Regions from separate parts of the Zea mays genome. Here region 2 is linked to region 1. A link is a contact called in public Hi-C data. All regions are on one chromosome and are shown on one strand. Each heading gives the region's core, a stretch centred on a gene start, on an enhancer-like site or on the middle of the called end of the contact. The rest is flanking DNA. Distances are from core to core; before and after follow the strand shown.

Region 1 (5,286 bases), core at 1,624-4,123:
TACCCACCAACAAACGATAAAGACTAGGTGAGTAAATACATGTTCGACACATACCTCCCCCCTCCCCAATTCACCAAAGCTATAAGCCCATACTGTCATACATTTACATTGTATTATTTGCCTTTGTATTTTTCCACAAGAAACAAACTTCCTCAAACATGGATGAAAGTGGCAGTGAGGAATATCTGCACCATCATTTGAATCACCCTCAAAAAGGTCTTGCAATAGTGACCAAGTCTTCTTAACACCACCTTTTACAAACTTCTACCCTTATTTTTTATATATATAGGATGAAACAACAGATGCAAAAACATGATGCATAACTACTCCCTCCAAAATATTATAAAATTCGATGCATGACCTACACATGTTATATAGCTCCAAAATTTTGTCAGGAAGTCTCAAACTTTTGTCTAAATATTTTAACAGTTACCGTTTTATATAATTTTAAACCTTTGTATCACTAAATTCAAATGTGTGCGCTGGCACGCGGCAGTCCACTAGTCTTGTCTCATGGAGATCCAGAAAGCAGGCCACTATACCAAGGTCAAGCAATGAGGCAGAGTACAAAGTTGTAGCCAATGTTACTGCAGAAATCATTCGGTTACAATCACTACTAAGGCCTAGTTTAGGTACTCTAGTATTAACCTCAATCCACTTGTATTGAGGTGGATTGGGGTGTAACTTCAACTAATTTATACCCCAATCCACCTCAACACATGTGGATTGAGGTCAATACTAGAGTACCCCAACAAAGCCTAAAGGAACTTGGAGTGTATCAACGTGTCTCACCCATTCTCTGGTGTGATAACCTCGGAGCCACCTATCTTGCTTCAAATCCATTGTTTCATTCGGTGCCAGGAGGCTCTAGGGTGTACATGTCCTTATAGAGTTGCTATCGAGTTGTCAAATCTATAGAGTAAATGAGGTTTGATAGTAAGTAACTAAATTTAGCAGATCTATTTAAAGAATTATTGGAAAGTTTTTTCTATTTACTTCTTAAATTTAAGATTTAGAGATTTGTTTATAGAACTATTAAGTTGCTCTTAGCATCTTAAAAAGTTAGAAGAACAATGCTGGAAGACAGCTAGCACAATGCTGGAAGACAGCTAGCGTGTGACGCGGACCCTAATACTGTTACCATCCTAAAGTTACGATCACAGTGAGCTACTAGAAAGTAACTAAATTTAGCAGCATACCAGTAGCTTTTTCAAGAATCCGCTGCCGGTACTTTCTACTTTGTAATGAAATCTGTCATTTTGCGATCTGAGGGATAGTTTGGGAACCTCATTTCTTTCAAAGGATTTCTATTTTTTCAAAAAAAATTAATTTATTTTTTCTTGGAAAAATAGGAATCCCTTATATCTTGTTTGGGAGCAAGGATACCGTAAGGGATTAGAGGTGCTAAAATTCTCTTGTTATTAAAATTTGAATGGAAAGGAGATTTTAATCCCTCCAATCTCCTTCTATATTATTGCTCCCAAACAAGCTCATAGGAAAAAGGAGTTTTCAAACTAACCTTAAGGTCCCGTTTCCGTTTGTCTCGTTGGAATTGAATTCCATTCTAATAATCATAATTTATACACAAAAGAATTAAGTTAATATATTTGTATATGCAATTGATTTGTATACTATCCTAAATTTTACGAGAGAGATAGTTATACACTACACTTATACTATATAGAAAAACAAGTAGAAGAGTGTGTTATAAGTTGTACATTAGAAAAGTAGTATGTAAATCTATAGAATCAATTTCTATCTCTCACGCTTATATATAAACTTTAGAAAGTTATGGAATATCACGTTCTAAAAAAATAGACTACTCTATTAGTTAGATTCCAATTCCTCAAAATATAGGTCCTAACGGGGCGTTTGGATCCCTTCATTTTAGAGAAATTGAAATTCACTTAATAAAATAACTTATTTAGTTTGGAATTTGACATTCCACCACTTTCCAAAGTTCAGATATATGGCTATCACAAATTCATAGGGTGAAGGATGAAAAATGATTTTATGCTATCTTAAAATAATCACATTGTGTTTCACGTTGTAAGTAAAATATGTTTTATTTGGCATCCCATTCTGCACTTAAATCACATCGCGTGTCACGCTTGAGTGACTGCTCGCAAGGACTTTTTGGGTGCAAGAACAGATAGATTCCCTCCGAGTCTCTGCTAGCCAATGAAACCGGACAACAGAGTTTACAGGACGTCGAGTGGACGGCAAGAGATGCCACATTGAACTGACAGAAAGAGAAATATAGAGAGAATAGAATGAGGCTGCTCGCTAGTAGCCAGCAAGCAAACTGTTTACGGACTCTAAAGTCTATACTTTGTGACATAAATAGATAGACTAAATATTAAATATATAGCTTAATTGTGTTATAAAAAGTTATTATATAATAAGATTTTTGTTTGTTTAAGATGACAATGATCACTTCTAGACCTGGTGCTGAATCAATGAAAGCCCAGCCGCAAGAGGCTCACGTGAAACATGACACTGATAATCCAGCCCGAGGAGACGAGGACATGTGACATGGCCCACGTACAGTAGGTAGTAATAGATAAGAGAATATATCTGGTGTATATGAAAGCTTAGTGCATATATTAAATCATCAACACTCATTTTTTATCTAACGTCTCTAGTTGTTCATTACAATTTATAAATAACATATTCTACCACTACATCTCATTATATTAGAGGGTGTCCTTAGTAAAATATATCAAACAACTAATGACGTTAGATATAAGATGAGTGCTGATGATTTAAAATGTACACTAAAATTACATGTGCACCAGATATGTTACAGTAGTAGCTCGGTCTACATAAATAGAGACATGAACTTAAGCCAAGAACGACCTCGCTGGAAAATGGCAGGCATCACCGGCGTCATGAACATGAAGCTAGCAGCACGGCCCAGCAGCGGACGCCACAGCCGTGGCTGCCGTCCTGCCGTTGTCCCCTCTGCCGGCAAGCAAATGCTGCTGGTTCGACGGCACCCTCCGGGCTCGGCGAGTTGGCCTACCAGGGCCACTGGGGGTGGTGGTGGCGGCGTCCCAGCTGGTGCCACCGCCGCAGATTCTAGCGGGCAGGCAAAAGAGGAGGAAGAAGAGGATCGTGCGAGCAGAAACACCTCGAGTTTTGAGCCATCCATCTGGGGAGATTTCTTCCTTACCTACTCCAGTCCTCTGGCTACGTCGTCCGCTCAAAAGGTTTGCAATAATCTGTAAACTAAGAGGCATTATCAGCTTGTTCATCTAAGCTAAACTCTCGTCTGTTTTAAGCTGAGCATTGTTCCGGAAACGTTTCAACAGGCACGGATGGTACATCGCGCAGAACAACTGAAGAAACAAGTGGCAAAACTGATAGCAGCTTCAGGTGCCTGTAGCCTGTACCATAGGATTCACCTCGTTGATGCCTTGGAGCGTCTGTGTCTGGACTATCTTTTCGAAGACGAGATCAATGACATGGTGACCCAAATTCATAACGTCGATGTCAGTGGCTGTGATCTTCAGACGGTGGCTATGTGGTTCTATCTTCTCCGAAATCATGGATACAGAGTCTCATCAGGTAACCAAAAGAGATTAATTAAACTCTTGAATTATCTGCTCGTCAAAGAGACTGCAGGGCATTAAACGGCAGATTAGTCTATAGTAAATTAAATCTACAAAGGATGATACAAAGAAGAAGAAATAAAAAAAACAGACTCTTCTTGTTCTAACTTCTAAGTACAAAAAATAACTCTTGAAATTATCTGCTCCAGATGTCGTCTTCGCCAAGTTCAGAGACGAACAGGGGGGTTTTGCAGCGAACAATCCAAGGGATCTACTGAACCTTTACAATGCTGCCTGTCTTAGGACACATGGAGAGACGATACTTGATGAGGCTGCTTCCTTCACGTCCAAATGTTTGAAATCATTAGCACCCTACACCTACATGGAAGCATCATTAGCCAGTGAAATAAAGCGCGCGCTTGAGATCCCCCTTCCTAGAAGCGTAAGGATTTATGGAGCCAAATCGCGTATAGCTGAGTATGGGAATCAGACTGAAGCTAATGAACTGGTACTGGAACTAGCGAAGCTCAACTATAATCTTGTGCAGCTCCAGCATCAAGAAGAGCTGAAAATCATAACAAGGTGAAGTGACTTACCGCATCCACTCCAAATTAATTATAGGTCACTTAGCAATATTGTTAGCCAAACTTCTCTAACTTTGACCAAGATTATAGAAAAAAGCACCGACATTTAGAACATCAAAGTAGTTTTATTAAATACTCCATAGAATTAATATATTTTTGACAGTGCATAGATGTTAGTATTTTTTTGGCTAAAAACACAATCAACATTGGTGAAGTTCTGTTGCTTACAACAGAACTAAAAACTCGACCGCCCCCACATCACTACAATTAAGAAAAAAAACCCATCTCACATAGGTCAAGAAAATCCTCTGAACTCCTGTTGTAATATTAGAGAAATAAGTGACATGCTTTCTACATATTTATATATATTAAATATTTTAATTCCGAATAAAGCAATCATATAACTCAGATAAATACCATATGAAATTATAGCAGGAATGAACAGTAGCAATTCTAAGACATGTAAACATGTAAAATAGCTACACAAGTCCATTTCATAATTAAACATGGCTTGCAGATGAAGAATGATCGTAAACATGTAAAATAGCTACACAGGTCCATTTCATAACTAAAAACTCGACCGCCCTCCATACATCGGTAACGTAGCCCATGTGAGAATGATCGTGACCGGGTCAGACGTTAGACCTGTGCTTTGGCGTGGGACCGACGAAGCACGACCCATACACAACGGTACCATAGCCTATGTGAGAACGATTGTGACCGGGGCCAGACCTTAGACCTGTACTTTGGCCTTGGACCGACGAAAGGATTTTTTAACGCAGCCTGAAATTCGATCCCACGGGGAGTCTAATCCAGAACCCGAGGAGTGCTACTCAGAACATCTAACTAACTAATCTAGAGATACTTTCGCTATAACAAAACTAAAGTAACATATAATTTAGAACTGAGGGACTATCTCTTAACAAATAATAATTATTATCTGAAGCACACTTATATATGGATGGGTGGCACCAATAGATAGTTCTAGCTCATGTAGTATACCCAATTTTTTTAGTTTGTATTTGTAGAAATTCAATTTAATGCATTGTGGGTCACCTGTTAACAAAACAGAACTTGCATTCCTAATCACAACAAAAAAAATGGAGACTACCATGATATATATCATTATTTTTTGTGGGCACTATTAC
Region 2 (5,668 bases), core at 791-3,290, 130 kb before region 1:
ATTTTGAGAGGAAATTAGGATAGATGAGATTGGGAGAAAAAAGATAGGACGGGTTTGAAATCGCTAGAGATTAAAATTCCACTCAATTTTCTCTGATCTATATGGATTTACATTAAAATCAACATGTCCTTTAATTACAGAAGTTTTATGGTTGAAACTTAATGTAGATAAAACATAGATATTCAATTTTATGAGAACTCATGAATGTACTAAGATAATTTTATCCTTGTAATACTCACTTTAACCCAAAGACTGGCCTCAGCCACGTTACCATTCGTCCTTCTACAGTTGTACCTTTCCCGTAGACAATCAGCTCCTGCCGTACAGTTAGATCATTTCTAGCAGGAGTATCGTGATCTCGGACTATTCGCTTTCGATTTAAGCGAGCTATTCTACTGATGCAGCTCTAATTTTTAGAGACAAAACTATATAGAATTAATAGTTTGTAGCTGTAATTTATAGAGACAAAACTCCTGGGTACGGGTTAGCCAAATGAAAAAGGCTGCTGAAGGACGTAGTTAGTGAGTGACAGCAACGAGTGACCTATTTTACACGCTCCTTGTAATGTACTGCTCGACGAAATTTCTGAAAGAAGACGAACGTCTTCAAGTGGAACACATGCACCTCGTTGAATGGAAACGTCCTGACCAGGAAGCCAACAAAGTCAAAATTTCAAGAAAAGTTTCTTGGTAAACATATGAACAAATCCACCATTTTTTCCCCCAACAACAACCAACCAGCATCGGTCTTTTCCTCTGTTTACACAGGAACCTTTTGACCGAAAGTTCCTTTTTCGAATCAAGATGTAAAGAAAGAAAGAAAAGCGGGGAACAAAAATGAACGCTTACGCGCGCTCCGGTGATCGGCGAGTCGAGCCAAATGCGACCCGGAGCTCGGGGGGGATCTGAATCAGTCCGACGCCGGAGGCGTCTTGGGCGGGCGGGCGGCCTCGGCTCCTGCGAGCCCCTGCTCGACGTCACCGGCGCCGCGCGGGCTGTAGGAGGTGCCGACCACGGCCTGCTTGCCTCTGCTCAGCAGCCGGCGCAGCGACCGCAGCCTGGCGGAGACCGGGGACCGCGTCTCGTCGGCGCTCCCAGGCACCCGGCTCGCCGGCAGCGGGGAGTTGAAGGGCGGCGTGGTGGTCAGGGCCACGGGCCGCGTCGGGATGTCGATGACCAGGTTCTCCTTCCTGCGCCCGGAGGCCGAGGAGCTCGCGGAGACGGCGCTGGCGACGGGCGGCGGCGGGGGCGGGGGCGTGGCGAGGCCGGCGTTGGCGACCTCGTCGTGGGTGCCCCAGAACAGGACGTTGGTGGGGAACTCGAGCGACGCGCCGAAGGGCTCCTCCCGCGGCAGCGCGTCGAGGTCGCCGCCGACGGGGGCGCGGCAGAGCGGGCAGGTGTCGTGGGAGTGGAACCACATGTCGATGCACTCCACGTGGAACGCGTGCCCGCACTTGGGCAGCGTCCGCACCTTCTCGCCGTCGGCCACCTCGGACAGGCACACGGCGCACTCCAGCGCCTCCTTGCTGCTCTTGGTGCCCGGGCCGCCGCCGCCGTAGACCGCGACGGGGAGGGAGCGCAGGGCGGAGGCGGGCAGGCCGCGCTGCGGGAGCGGGGACGCGGCCACGAAGAGGAACCGCGAGGACGGCGACGCCACGAGCGGGTTCCCGGCGCCCAGGTACCGCTTGGCGTAGAGGTAGAGGAGGAAGACGAACACGACGACCATGAAGAGGAAGATGACCGCCGCGAGGAGCACCCCGTTGCTGATGACCACCTGCTGATGTCCCGAGCTGCCCGAGGCCTGGAACGCCGCCGCGTCGCTGCCGCTCGGCCACGCCGGCGGCGCGCCCGCGGTGGGCGCCGCCGCCGCCGCCGACGAAGAGACCGAGGACGTCCTTGGAATCATGGCTGCCTGTCAAGGAACGAGCTTCTCGTGACGCTTTGCTTTTTTGCCGGCTGACGCCGCCGCCCTCCCGCTGATGGGAGAAGGGGACGACGGGACACGAGAAGGGAGGAGCGACGAGCTGGAAGGAACGGACACTCTCCCGTATTTGAAGGTGCGCGTGGTGTGGCCTAGGCGGCTGGGCGTCGTGGCAGCTGTGGGATCCTCTGCGGCGTAGCATGCTGCTAGTGGGCCATGGTATGTCCTTGCCCTACCACCTGCCTCCCTGGCGCAGAGGATCCGGGGACGCGTGGCGGACTTTGTCAATTAGTGGTTGGGGTCTTTTGAGGCCCCGTTTGGTTACCCTCTCCTAAAGTTTAGTGACTAAATTTTAGTTACTTTTAGTCACTAAACTAGCAAACAGGGTGACTAAATGTCTTCTCCTAAACTTTAGTCCTTTAGTCACTAAGAGGTAGCTAAAAGTGACTAAATTTGGACTTTTACTGTTTGCCCCTCCTGTATTTCCCTTTGCTGGCGCCTGCTCCCCCTGGCTACTCCCCTCGCCTCGCATCCTCCGCCGATCCCCTCCAGTGGATCCGCGAGCGCCTCGCCAGCGCCTCGCCGTCCCCTCCACTCGTCGTCCCCTCCAGTGGATCCGCCATCCCTCCACTCGCGAGCCACTCGCCAGCGCCTCACTCGCCGTCCCTCCACTCGCCGCCCCCTCCAGTGGATCCGGCATCCCCTCCACTCGCGAGCCACTCGCAGCGCCTCCACTCGCCAGCGCCTCCACTCGTCGTCCCCTCCACTCGCCAGCGCCTCCCTCGCCATCCCCTTGCCAGCTGCCGAGGTTGAAGGTCCACCCGAGATTCTCCACTCGTCGTCAAACAGGAGACACAGCAGGTTCATCTTCCCCCGCTGCCGAGGTCGATCCACTGTCGCCCCATATTCTATCGTCGATTCAAGGTTCGCCCGAGATCCTCGCTATTGCTTCCTCCCCGTAGTAGTCTCCTACTCTCCAGCGACCACAACCATGGCAAACCAAGGGCAAGGGTATCGAGATTATTTCTCTCAAGCTGCATCTTCTTCGGCTGATCGCTCCTTCTCGCCTCCCCCCACAGCCCCCAACACCGATGAGCTTGGCCTCTTTTCCCAGTCGGTGGTGGGCACCAGACCCTTGGCTCCTTTGGTGACCATGGAAAACCTAGACCTCAACTCTCATATTGACAGCTTCTCGTTCCTTAGCACCTACTCGGGGTACATGCAGCCAGAAGGAGGTACCAGCGAGCAAGGGGTTCCTCCTGTGGCCCCTGGTGGTACATCTCGCCACAGCGCATTCCATCCTCCTCGCCCTAACGAAAGTAGAAGCAAAAATAGCCATGGTCCTAACTCATTGAACAATGGAGCGGGATACAGCCGACAGTCATTACAATCCGGTCCCCAGGTTCCTGCTCCAGGGATTGGAGGCAGACGACACTCACCAGGATCTGGTCCCCAGGTTCCTGCTCCGGGGATGGGAGGTAGCCGACAGTCACTGGGATCTGGTCCCCAGGTTCCTGCTCTAGGAATTGGAGGCAGCCGACACTCACTGAGGTCCGGTCCCCAGGTTCCTGCTCCGAGGATGGAAGTAGGAGGTCGTGGGAGATCGAGGAACATCTCATTTCCTACAGAAGACATCGACACCCATGATGGAACAGAGGAAGATGATAACGCCTCCCAGTTGGTAATATCCAATTTCATGATCCAGTACAATATTTTGCAACTATTTCATAATATTTTCTTGTCCAATGAGAACATATTGTGATTGACAATGAGATTATATTGTGATTTTGAATTGGAGTTTCAGTCATGCTCTCGTGTTCTTTTAGGATTGTTTTTGTAGCTATTGGTCATAATTCAGTTTAGATTTCTTTTATGTTCGAAAACAATACCATATGTTTATATTTGAGTTGCTATTCAGATTTCAGTTTGTTCAGATTTGAGATTTTAGCTGCTCCAACAATCCTAGAGCAAATTGTGATTTCAGTTTGTTTAGATTTCAGTTTGTTTGCTGTTCAGATTTCAGTTTGTTTAGATTCAGTTTATTTTATGTAGCTATTGTGATTTCAGTTTGTTTAGATTTGAGTTTAGATTTCAGTTTGTTCAGATTTCAGTGGATCTTTTTTTGTTGTTGTTCAGATTTTATTTATGCTTACTGCTATTATGTTTTCTGAAATAGAAATGCAATGGCAAGGCAAATTGGACCGAAGCAAACACATATGTATTCTGTGAACTTGCAGTTGAACAAATTAGGGCAGGGAATTGCCCCAATGGGACAATGTCAAATAGAGGTTACAAGATTATAGCACAAAAATTTTTTGAAAAGAGTGGCCTCTGGCATTCTACCAAACAATTCAAAAATAGATGGACTCAATGCAAAACTATGTACACTTTCCATGTGTGGTCACAAGCTGAAACAGGATTAGGCCGAAACCCAGATGGTACAATCTCAGCACCTGACAGTTGGTGGAAAAAACACACAGAGGTATTGTTATGTAATTTTTCTTCATTATAAGCATGTCATCATATCTTTTATTTTTTATTATGTAATATTTATCTGATTTTTAACTTTATTTTCTGGATTGTAGAAAAGGCAAGAGTGCAAGAAGTTCCGACACTACATACCTTTGTACCTGGAATACCTTCGGGAGATGTTCCATGGTTTTACTGTTGATGGACGCTCATCATGTATCCCTGGAGAAGCTACCTTTTCAATAGATGGAGATGCACAGGATAACATTCAAGACGTAGATGCAGATGCAGATAGCTTCCTGAACAGTCCGATGAGTACAAACAGTCATAAAAGGACGAGGAACACCTCCGATACCGCTTTAAATCCACCCAAGAAGAGCAAGAATCTAATGGTCAATATGATGAAGGGCTTGATAGACACCTTACAAGTTAATGGCACCGCCCAGAGACAAACCTTTGTTGAGATGACTAAACTTAAGGTAGAGGAGCAGAAAGTAGAAAAGCAACAGGTGAAAGAGGAGATAGAAAAATGTTTGAGACTGGTTGTGGATTGTGGAGCAACAGAAGAGTCAGAAGAGTATTGGGTGGCTACTAAGTTGCTTGAAAAAGAATACAACCGTACAGTATTTTCTAACTTCACAACAAATGAAGGAAAGTTGGCTTGGTTGAAGCGATGGTGCCAGGAATTCCGTGAATTCTAATGGAGTGGGTGAAGCTGTACAGGAATTTTGTGGTTTCATGAACGTTTATCTGTTTGTGTGAACCTTCTTATCTGTGGCTGTTATGCTCAAGCGCTTATGTGTGAACCTTGTTGTTTGTCTGCAACGTTTATGTGTGAACCTTGCTGTTTGTCTACAACGTTTATGTGTCAACCTTGCTGTTTGTGGTTGTGCTGTAGTGTTTATATTTGTGCTGCAAGAAGAACAAGTTTGTGCTACTTATATTTTATTGTGTGTCATATTTTAATGTGTATCATATCTGTGTACACAGGAAGATGGTGCTGAGGAGGAGATGCATTATCTGTGGACCTGTCAACAAATGAATAGCAACTACGCTATTGTTGGTGGCATACTTGGTATGTACCACTTTGACACATACATGAACAAATCAGAATATAGAGTACCAACAGAATCTGGTTATGAATGGGTAATGAAAACACTAGAAAATAGGACATCTTGCTTTAACATGTTTAGGATGAATAGGGATGTGTTCTATAAGTTACATAATGTGCTTGTAGAGTCATATGGCTTGAAGTCCACTAAGAAGATGTCATCAGTAG

The links. A called contact is a pair of places that touch in the nucleus more often than the background predicts.
Region 2: a contact with region 1 is called in a Hi-C map of ear, with 4 times the contacts expected there. The contact joins the promoter of LOC103629867 here to the promoter of LOC100125649 in region 1. A contact is called at or near these places in 4 of 25 Hi-C or Micro-C datasets (ear, endosperm, tassel and 1 more).

What each region holds. Positions count from the first base shown.
Region 1 is chr6:118,831,099-118,836,384 of Zm-B73-REFERENCE-NAM-5.0, reverse strand. LOC100125649 (monoterpene synthase) reads left to right here and starts at 2,873. Exons shown (of 7, transcript NM_001112580.2): 1 at 2,873-3,212; 2 at 3,315-3,570; 3 at 3,764-4,136. The coding sequence starts at 2,892.
Region 2 is chr6:118,963,147-118,968,814 of Zm-B73-REFERENCE-NAM-5.0, reverse strand. LOC103629867 (RING-H2 finger protein ATL3) reads right to left here and starts at 2,040. Exons shown (of 1, transcript XM_023300369.2): 1 at 645-2,040. The coding sequence starts at 1,905. The coding sequence ends at 910.